Regions from separate parts of the Mus musculus genome. Here all the other regions are linked to region 1. The links are chromatin contacts, called in public Hi-C and promoter capture Hi-C maps. All regions are on one chromosome and are shown on one strand. Each heading gives the region's core, a stretch centred on a gene start, on an enhancer-like site or on the middle of the called end of the contact. The rest is flanking DNA. Distances are from core to core; before and after follow the strand shown.

What was found. Promoter capture Hi-C pulls out the DNA fragments that hold promoters and counts their contacts. A called contact is a pair of places that touch in the nucleus more often than the background predicts.
Region 2: a contact with region 1 is called in a Hi-C map of B cells, with 8 read pairs. The contact joins the promoter of Trappc2 here to the promoter of Tlr7 in region 1. A contact is called at or near these places in 1 of 39 promoter capture datasets (the HPC-7 cell line), 1 of 484 Hi-C or Micro-C datasets (B cells), 1 of 115 datasets of contacts at active chromatin or transcription factors (the NIH/3T3 cell line) and 2 of 9 other capture datasets (adipose tissue and liver).
Region 3: a contact with region 1 is called in a promoter capture Hi-C map of hippocampal neurons, with 6 times the contacts expected there. The contact joins the promoter of Frmpd4 here to the promoter of Tlr7 in region 1.

Annotation. Positions count from the first base shown.
Region 1 is chrX:167,329,126-167,331,907 of GRCm38.p6, reverse strand. Tlr7 (toll-like receptor 7) reads left to right here and starts at 1,337. Exons shown (of 3, transcript NM_133211.4): 1 at 1,337-1,471; 2 at 1,809-1,907. The coding sequence starts at 1,905.
Region 2 is chrX:166,439,419-166,442,200 of GRCm38.p6, reverse strand. It overlaps Trappc2 (trafficking protein particle complex 2), which reads right to left and starts at 1,446. Exons shown (of 5, transcript NM_025432.4): 1 at 1,362-1,446. Ofd1 (OFD1, centriole and centriolar satellite protein) reads left to right here and starts at 1,497. Exons shown (of 23, transcript NM_177429.3): 1 at 1,497-1,921; 2 at 2,074-2,172. The coding sequence starts at 1,907.
Region 3 is chrX:168,121,606-168,124,387 of GRCm38.p6, reverse strand. Frmpd4 (FERM and PDZ domain containing 4) reads left to right here and starts at 1,447. Exons shown (of 17, transcript NM_001368936.1): 1 at 1,447-1,602. The coding sequence starts at 1,562.

The DNA.
Region 1 (2,782 bases), core at 88-2,587:
ATAATTGAACAATACAATTTGGCTCCTCCTTACCACCACGGAGGACAACTCCAGTTCCAAGGACTCCAATGCCCTCTTCTGACCTCCTCAGGCACCAGACACACACAGCATATACAAACATCATGCCTTTATGCGAAACAATAATACACATAAAGGAAAATAAATACATCTAAAAATGTTTGATTTTCAGTATTTAATAACATAAATACAGATGCGTGTTTTAACATAACAAGCCCTTGGCAAATGTGGTCTACCTGTAGTTGCTATTTTCTCAGCTAACTAGGGATACTAATGCAGGCCAGCATGTTAACTCTGGTTATTATTAAGTGTTCTCTGGATGCTAATATCTGCATCTTCTTTCTTGGTTAAATTATAGGTATATTAATAACTTTAAACAAAGCTACAATAATTTAAGCTTGTCCACAAAAGGCTTCTATTATCAGTACAGGAGGGAATACTTCTCTTAGGGACACTCTGAGAAGCAAATAATTCTTTATATTCTCCAGAATGGAAGTATTGCTGATTTTTGGAAACTAAAGTGAGGGACCCAACTGGTAGCTTTAATACCACTCAAAAATCAGTGTCCCTTCAAACTGGACCAAAAACAATGCAAGATAAATCTTGACTCATTTCGAAGATATTTATAAAGCAGTGTCTCTCAACCTAAACCACACAGCCCCCTCCTGGCATACTCTCGAGTCTGTAGTTATCAGAAGTAGAAGAAGGCAGTGCTGTTGATTTCTAGAGAGATAGGGCACGAATGCTGCCAAACATCCTACAATATAACAAAATGTCAAAATGTCAAGATTGTCAATAGTGAGCTGGCGAGAGGCTCAGTGGAGAAGAGCACTTGCAGCACAAGTCTAAAGTTTGAATCCCCAGGACCCTAGTAATGTGATGATGATGGCAGAATGTCTCTAACCTCAGTACTATGCAGGGTAGAGATAGAAGGATTTCTAGGTTTAGTTGACCCCAGTCTAGCTTCAGATTCCGTAAGAGACTCTGTCTAAAAAGGGTACAGTAGAGAGTGACAGGGTGTGTACTTGAAATCCTCCTCTACACTCTTCACACACATGTACCTTCACAGATAACACGCACACACACACACACACACACACACACACACACACACACACACACACACACTAGTGGCAAAGTTATAAATCCCTGCTTTTAAACAAAAGGACAGGTTGCTTTATCAGGTTGTTTGGATTTAGAAATGTTGCCTCAACTCTAGTGATTAAAAAAAAAAAAAAAAAAAAAAGAGGAGCCGGGTGTTTCTGCAACCCCCGTGTGGTGTAAGTTAAGTAGTCATGCTCCTTCCTGCCCTCCTCCCACTACCCAGCCTCAATTTTGTATTTGGAAAGCCCAAAGCACGCAGCTCAAAGGCTCTGCGAGTCTCGGTTTTCTGTTGCCTTCTCTCTGTCTCAGAGGACTCCATCTATAGAACCACTCTATGCCTTCAAGAAAGGTATTTTAAACACTGGGACACATTTCGATAATTTCAGTAAGTAGATGTACGTGCTGTTACAAGGGAATGGGGGTGAGAAGAGAAGGAATCCAAACCGTAAGCCAAAAAATGTTTTAGAATGTAATGAAAATAATGTTGTAGTCTAAAATGTCAATTCGTCCAAGACAGATTTTCAGTCAGATTGGAAACAGTTTCCTGGAGTCTGACTTTCTTGTATCTAACTTTAATGAAATGAATACTATATGTATTCTCAACAGCACATTTATAAAACAGTGTTGCCAGTGTGTCTTTGCTGCCTTTCAAGTGTCACATTGGATGTCTCTGTTTCTCACTGCAGATGTCCTTGGCTCCCTTCTCAGGATGATCCTGGCCTATCTCTGACTCTCTTCTCCTCCACCAGACCTCTTGATTCCATTTTGAAAGAAAACTGAAAATGGTAAGAACAGTTTATGGAGCCTGATTTTGTCATTGCTCATCTTTGTGCTAAGAACTGGCAAGAAAAGTATTTAGGAATTGTTCAGGGATGAAGATGTAGCTCAGCAGTACAACACTTGCCCGTAGTCCCTGGGTTCCATGCCCAGAGTGTTGTTTCCTAGGAGAAACTGCTTTGTGATGTTTCATAATCAAAATGAATCAATGTAGTATTTCATAATTTGGGATTAGTCATTGTTTGCTCTGTCCAACTTCTTACATGCTCAGTACATACTGTAGTGAGCAAGAGTAGATGTTTGAATTGAGAATTTTAATTTTTTAAAAAAAAATTCTCCAGTTTGATCTTTAAAGTCATGCAGGCCCCTAAAGTGACTTAATGTGTTTCCTACCATATGTTGCTATCTGAATGACTGTACAGAAAGAATGGATTCAGGAGACATGAAGAACAGGGATTTGGGGGACGCCCCCTGCTCTACTGCTGTCAAAGATGCTCAGAGTTTGCAATTAGATGAAATGGGGTTTCAGGGATGAGCATGTCCAGGGTAGAGGCCTCAGGATGCACTTAGACTCAATTCCTAACACAATCAGAACACATGGGATTTAAAGCAAAGGGTGGGCAGCAGTCAGTAGATGGAAAAGTACTAAGAGGAAATTTCAGGCATATGGTGTGTGTGGTGGGGGGATGGGGTTCTAGCTAATTTAGTCTGACAGAATTCTTGTTGGAGGCTGGCCAGGATGCCGCAGCATTTCCTGGAGGAAGAGGAGAGTCAGAATGCTCAGATCCAGTGAAGGGCTGGGGCATGGAAGATGTAGGGAGGTTAGGGGTGGGGTGTGGTCATAAGCCAAGGAAGGGTTTTTGATAAAAGGACTTAGCAAGAT
Region 2 (2,782 bases), core at 197-2,696, 890 kb after region 1:
ACACACACACACACACACACACACACACCTCTAAAATAAATCTAAAAGTACAAAACAACCAAAAACTGAGTGAAGACAGTGCCCAAACAAGGTGTGGAAAGTGCTGCTGTCATCCTCATTACATCTCCTGTGAAAATACTTAGTTCTGGAAATCATAATTTCAAATGATGGATACCTTTAAACAATATGTTGGGAGCAGGGGGGTGGGTGGGGACTTAGACAATGAATGGTCTGAAAACAAAACAAAATAAGAGCAACTGAAGGAGCCAGTCGAGGGTGTTTTAAGCTAAGTGAGGATGAAGTGTTCTGTGGTGGGTGTTTAGTATATTCTTGAAATATAATGTCTAGTAGGAAAGGGATTTGACTAGGGATAGCTCGTGGTTCCTTATGAGCAAAATCTGCTTTGCTGGTATGGCTGCCAGGAGCTGGTGCTGAGAAACTGTGTGGTCAGCAGTGAAAGGCTGTGATCAATTAATTATTCATGTCTGGTATGGCTGTCAGGAGTTGGTGCTGAGAAACAGTGTGGTCGAATGGCTATGATCAATTATTCATGTCTGGTATGGGTTTGAGGGAGTGCAGTACATACACAAGATCAAGTATTTTTTTTTAACTCTAGACTTGACAGGCTTATTCTAAACTGCTGTAAAGGCCAAGCCCAGGGCTGACATCTGAAGTTACCAGGAAGCTAAAAATTCATATGGTGCAATGGTGGAAGACTACTAGTGCAAGAGCAGGATGAATTTAGAAATCCTTACAAGTTAAACATTTTAGTTAACAGGCAAACACAAGATAAAACGCATGCACCCCAGTTCAAAGCCGTCCATATTTATAGCAAATCTCTCTATGGAGGAACCTTTCAGAAACTTGCTCCTGACAGCTGTAAATTCAACTTGCCCCACAGATCAGCAAAACTAGTGGGGCTTTTCTATAAAATGAAGCTCCGTGCTTCTCAAGGAGATGCGCTTTTGCCCTCTTTGAGAGCATCTGTCAAAGTCTGGAGGGCGAGGTAGGGTACCACTGGCATTTAATGGAAACTGACCAAGGATGCGGTCAACCTACGATGCCCGAGACCGCTTTCTACAGTAAACCGGCTGCAAAGGGCAATGGCATTGCAATGAAGATGCACTGCGTTAGCGACCTGGAGAACGCCAAGCCTCCGTCCCAGTGCGCGGAGGTCCCCTCCAAGGGGACACGGAGGCTATACCAACTAGGAGAACGGGGATTACTCGGCGCCGGGGGGCTGGGCGTGCTGTCCCGAGTCAGGGCTGGGTAGAGGTAGAAGACCACTGTTCGCATCACGGGAGGCCTGGATGCCCCCGCGGACCCGGAACGCCCGCCGCCTGCTTCCCTCCAGAGCTCACCTGTAGGGAGGAGCCGAGATGAGAACCGGCCGCCTCTTTAATCTGCGCTCGGGAGCCTCAGCCTGGGAGTCCCAAAATCACTCTCGCGAGATCTGAGGCTATGCTCTCGCGAGACGTGGCCGGGACTGCTCGCCTAAGAGCGCGCAGGCGTCACGGAGGGCCAAAGCCTGGGCGGTTAGGCTGAGCCGGCCGAGCGGGCCGAGCGGCCGGAGCGGGCGGAGCAGGCGGCGGGCGGCGGGCAGTGTAGGGATGAGCTACGGAGCAGGGAAAACTGCCGACTGAGCGGCCGCTTCGGGGCCCTCGCTTGTCGTTTCCGTCTTTATTCCGTCCAGAGTCCCTCCTGGCTCGCGGACCCGCCCACCCTTCCCATACCGTGGGAGGAAGCGCGGCTGCTTGACGAGTTAGGGGCTGAATGTTTAGCTCTCTTGCTCCCCTAGGTCCCCAGAGACAAGCTGGATTCCGAGGTCAAGGGCTCCCTCTCCTCCTGCGCCCCGGCCCGGGCCGAGGAGTCCGACCGTGGAGGGGCGAGCTCGGGAGGAAAGCAGATGAGGATGGCTCAGGTAGTTCCACCTGCCACTTTCCAGGGTTTTTCCGATTGGACATCTCTTTGTTTTGATGTCCGTTAAGCATCTTAGGGCTTCCGGTGAGGTCACTGATTTCTGAAATTCAGGTCCACGTTGACACTAGGTAACCCATCATTTTCTCTTTTCAGTCCAACATGCCCCACAAGTCTGATGTGTTGAGTCAAGATGAACTGCGCAAAAAGCTATACCAGACGTTTAAGGATCGGGGTGTACTGGACACACTTCAGGTATCAGATTTAGGCACAATCGTGTCGTTATACTTCCACAAGTGTAACCTTTAACCGCAGGTGGCTCCACATTTAAATTCATTCATTAAGGTAGCACATAACCTGTATAATGAACACATTGCCATAAAACTAAGCTGCTGTTACAAATCTTGTTCCCAGTCTCGCTTTGATCATGCTACGTCTATGTAGTGAGCAGGAGGGGGACTTGCGAGGAACGGACTGCAGAGGGTAATGTGAGCAGAGTACTGTGGTCTACATGTCTGAGAACAACAAAATGAAGCCCAGTCTGTTTCATGATACTCCCTAGAAAAAAATCTATAGTGGAATGGTACCAGGTGTCTTGTCACACGCCTTTATCCCAGTTCTTCGGAAGCAGAGGAAGGCACATCTCTTGTGAGGGTAGCTGGGCCAAATAGCCAGTTCCAGGTCAGCCAAGACTTCATAGTGATACCCTGTGTCAGTAATAGTAAGTACACATAAGATATTTTAGAGTGTGGATATTTTAAATGAATAGCAACTGTTTATTAGAACATCTTAAGTTTGGGTAGCAGCAAGGGATGGAGTTAGTTCAATGTGTTTCCTTACAATATACCTTTTAGACTATATTTTA
Region 3 (2,782 bases), core at 198-2,697, 790 kb before region 1:
AGAGAGAGAGAGAGAGAGAGAGAGACACGCACTGGCTAGCTGGAGCCTCCAAGCCAGAGCCTCCAATCTTTCGCGGGAGGCATTGGCTCTTTGCGGTTGCCCTGTCGCCAGGTGAGAGCTGTCTGCGGTGGGGTAAGCACTCCAGTGAAGCCAGCTGACCTTCACTGACTCTGGGGAGAGATCCTGAAGAGTCTGAGAGAAGACTCCTTAAGACTCTGAGAGAAAGAAGAAAAAAGGTGAAGCCCCGAGAGAAGCCCAAGCCTCAAGGAAAGCTAGCAGTGAGTTAAGGAACAGGCGTGATTCTCCAAGGTAATTATGTAAAAAAAAAAGAAGAAAGCCTAGGAGTTCTAAATGGCTGCAACTTGGAGTTTACTCTGTCTAAGGTGAGTGTTCAGTGTTTGGTTTGTGCTTCTCGCAAGGTTTCTCTCCCCCTCCCCTTTACGGTTTTGCCCACCCTCAATTTGAAAAGGCAGCTTGCTCCGCCCGCCAGACCTAGCTAGCAACCCTTCTCTTCCCTGTCATCCTCAGCCCCTCCTAATTAGCGCTGCACCCCGCCCCCACCCCAGCTCCTGGGACCCCGAGTTCTCTTTTCCTCTAGTAAGGAGCAGCTGTGTTTATCCCTGCACCCCGCAAATTCATCCTGTGCTTATTTCACCAACGCTGCTGTGGTGCTGCTGTCCAAAGAACACACCTTTCCAGTTATCCCAACAGCCACGTCTCGCTCCAGTGGTTCAGGGAAAGCAGAGGGAACTCTTGAGCTCTCAAAACTGAGCCCACTCCGCTGGGTATCTCCCTTCCCTTCCCCTGACAAACGATCCCGTCGCTTCTTCCCATCCCTAGTTCTGTTTACGGAAGCCTAGGGCCGCCTGCGGTTGCATTGCTCTCCCTATGGTTTTTGGAGGCTGGAGGTAGTGTGTCGCGGTCCTGCAGCACGCTAAGGACTGTTGGAGCAGATCTAAAGGATCTGGAGGCTCCCGGAGCGGGTGACAGGAGAGTGCCCCCTCCCCCTGGGCGGGTGGGGGTAGGGAGGCGAGAAAGGGACTCGGGGAAGGAGGCAGGGAGGCAGCTGCAGTGCTGTGAGGGGTGCGTGCGCGTGTGCCAAGCTTGCCCGCCGCCTCCTGGTTCAGTCTGCGATCTTCGGTGCGTGGGACCCTGGGCCCCAAAGGCTGGGAAGCAGGAGCAGCACCCCTCACCCTAGCCTCTGGTCCTCAGGGCGCCTGGCGGTCCTTAGAGCCAAAGCTCTCAGGGCGGGGCGCAGGACCCGGGCCGTGCTCCCCGCCCCCGCTCCTTGTGCCCAGCCTGGCTCCTTCTCCATTGAGTTTTCCCGAAGCGGGCGCCCATCAATGGTCCTGCTTGGGGATGCACACGCAGCTCACGGCCGGAGGGGGGTAGCAGCCGCCGCCTCCAGGTACTGGCCCTCCTGGGTCTCCGCCACCACCCGCTGCTGCCACTCAAACCCCAGGCGCACTGAGGTCCTGGCCATGGGGCTGCTGAGGCTGCCTTTGCTGGTGTGAGAAGGGGCAACGGAGCCTCCAGGCTCTGGGGTCCCCAAGCTGCCTACATGGATGTCTTCAGCTTTGTGAAGATTCCAAAGCTTTCCAGGTAGGGACCGCGCGGGTTTTCTTTGCACCTAGGGCTTCCGCAGAAACTTGGTGCTTTATTTTTCTGGGGGCTGGAAAGAGCAAAAGCTTAAAAGAGCAGCCAGGCTTAAGGTAGGACCAAAAGAAAAGGACCCGAGGCTGCTGCCTTCAACTTATTTCTCCCTTTCTGATGGGGTTTTATAGCCCCCAAAATAGAGCACACACACACACACACACACACACACACACACACACACACACTGACACAGACACACAGACACCACCACCCCCACCAGATATTCAGCACAGCTTGTTTTCCCTCAGAAAAAGCCACAGTGGGGATTAGGGGTCACACTCTATGTTAAGGGTCAAGAGATGATGGTTGAAATCGATTTTACTAGGGAAAACCAGAAGTATTTCGAGCTTAGGTACTTGATTTCCAAACAGCAAGGACCCAAAAACCCCCTTTCCCTACCCCTAAATTAGTCCTCTATGCCCTGGAAAAGTCAGTTTGAAGGTTGACCCGGATGTTTCCAGCAGGGACCCAGATGGCAAAGTCATGGAGGTAGAAGAAAAAGGCTTTCAGCCATTCTTTGGGTAACTGTGGAAATAAATCTAAAGCCTTGGAGATTTAGAAATTTGCTTCTAAGTAGCTGTGTTATGATTGAAACTAAAGCGGAATCATCAAATCAGGAAGATTCCTTTCCCCAGCAGTGTCGATAAGAGAATAGTAACATTGCCTGCCACTTTGTGGCTACCTAAGTAGTATCTGGTCAGAGTACTCATTTATTCCCTGCCCTGCTGTGCTTCCAAAATCTTCACTGTACACAACAAGTCAGGTCTTGTGCTTGGGGCAATAACTGAGAGAGGTGGGCAGGAGAGGTGTTGGGAAACTATGTCTTCCTACTTCTTTGCAAGACTCTGGCAGACCCTGTGTCTTGGAGGTCTAGGGCAATAACCCCTATCAGATAAGCACTTTTTAAGATCAAGTATCATGCTATACTTTCCTTTATTCTATGGGATAAGAGTAAAATGTGTTGATTGCATAAAAAAGATGAACAATCTCAAAAACCCGAGGCAGAAAAATATGTTGACTTGGTTTGCCCAGTCCTATCAGAGGCACTCACAGCCCTCAGGTTTGGATAGTGCCAACAACTGCAGCTCTTTGTTTTCCCTGCCCATCCCTGTATGCTCTCAATCAT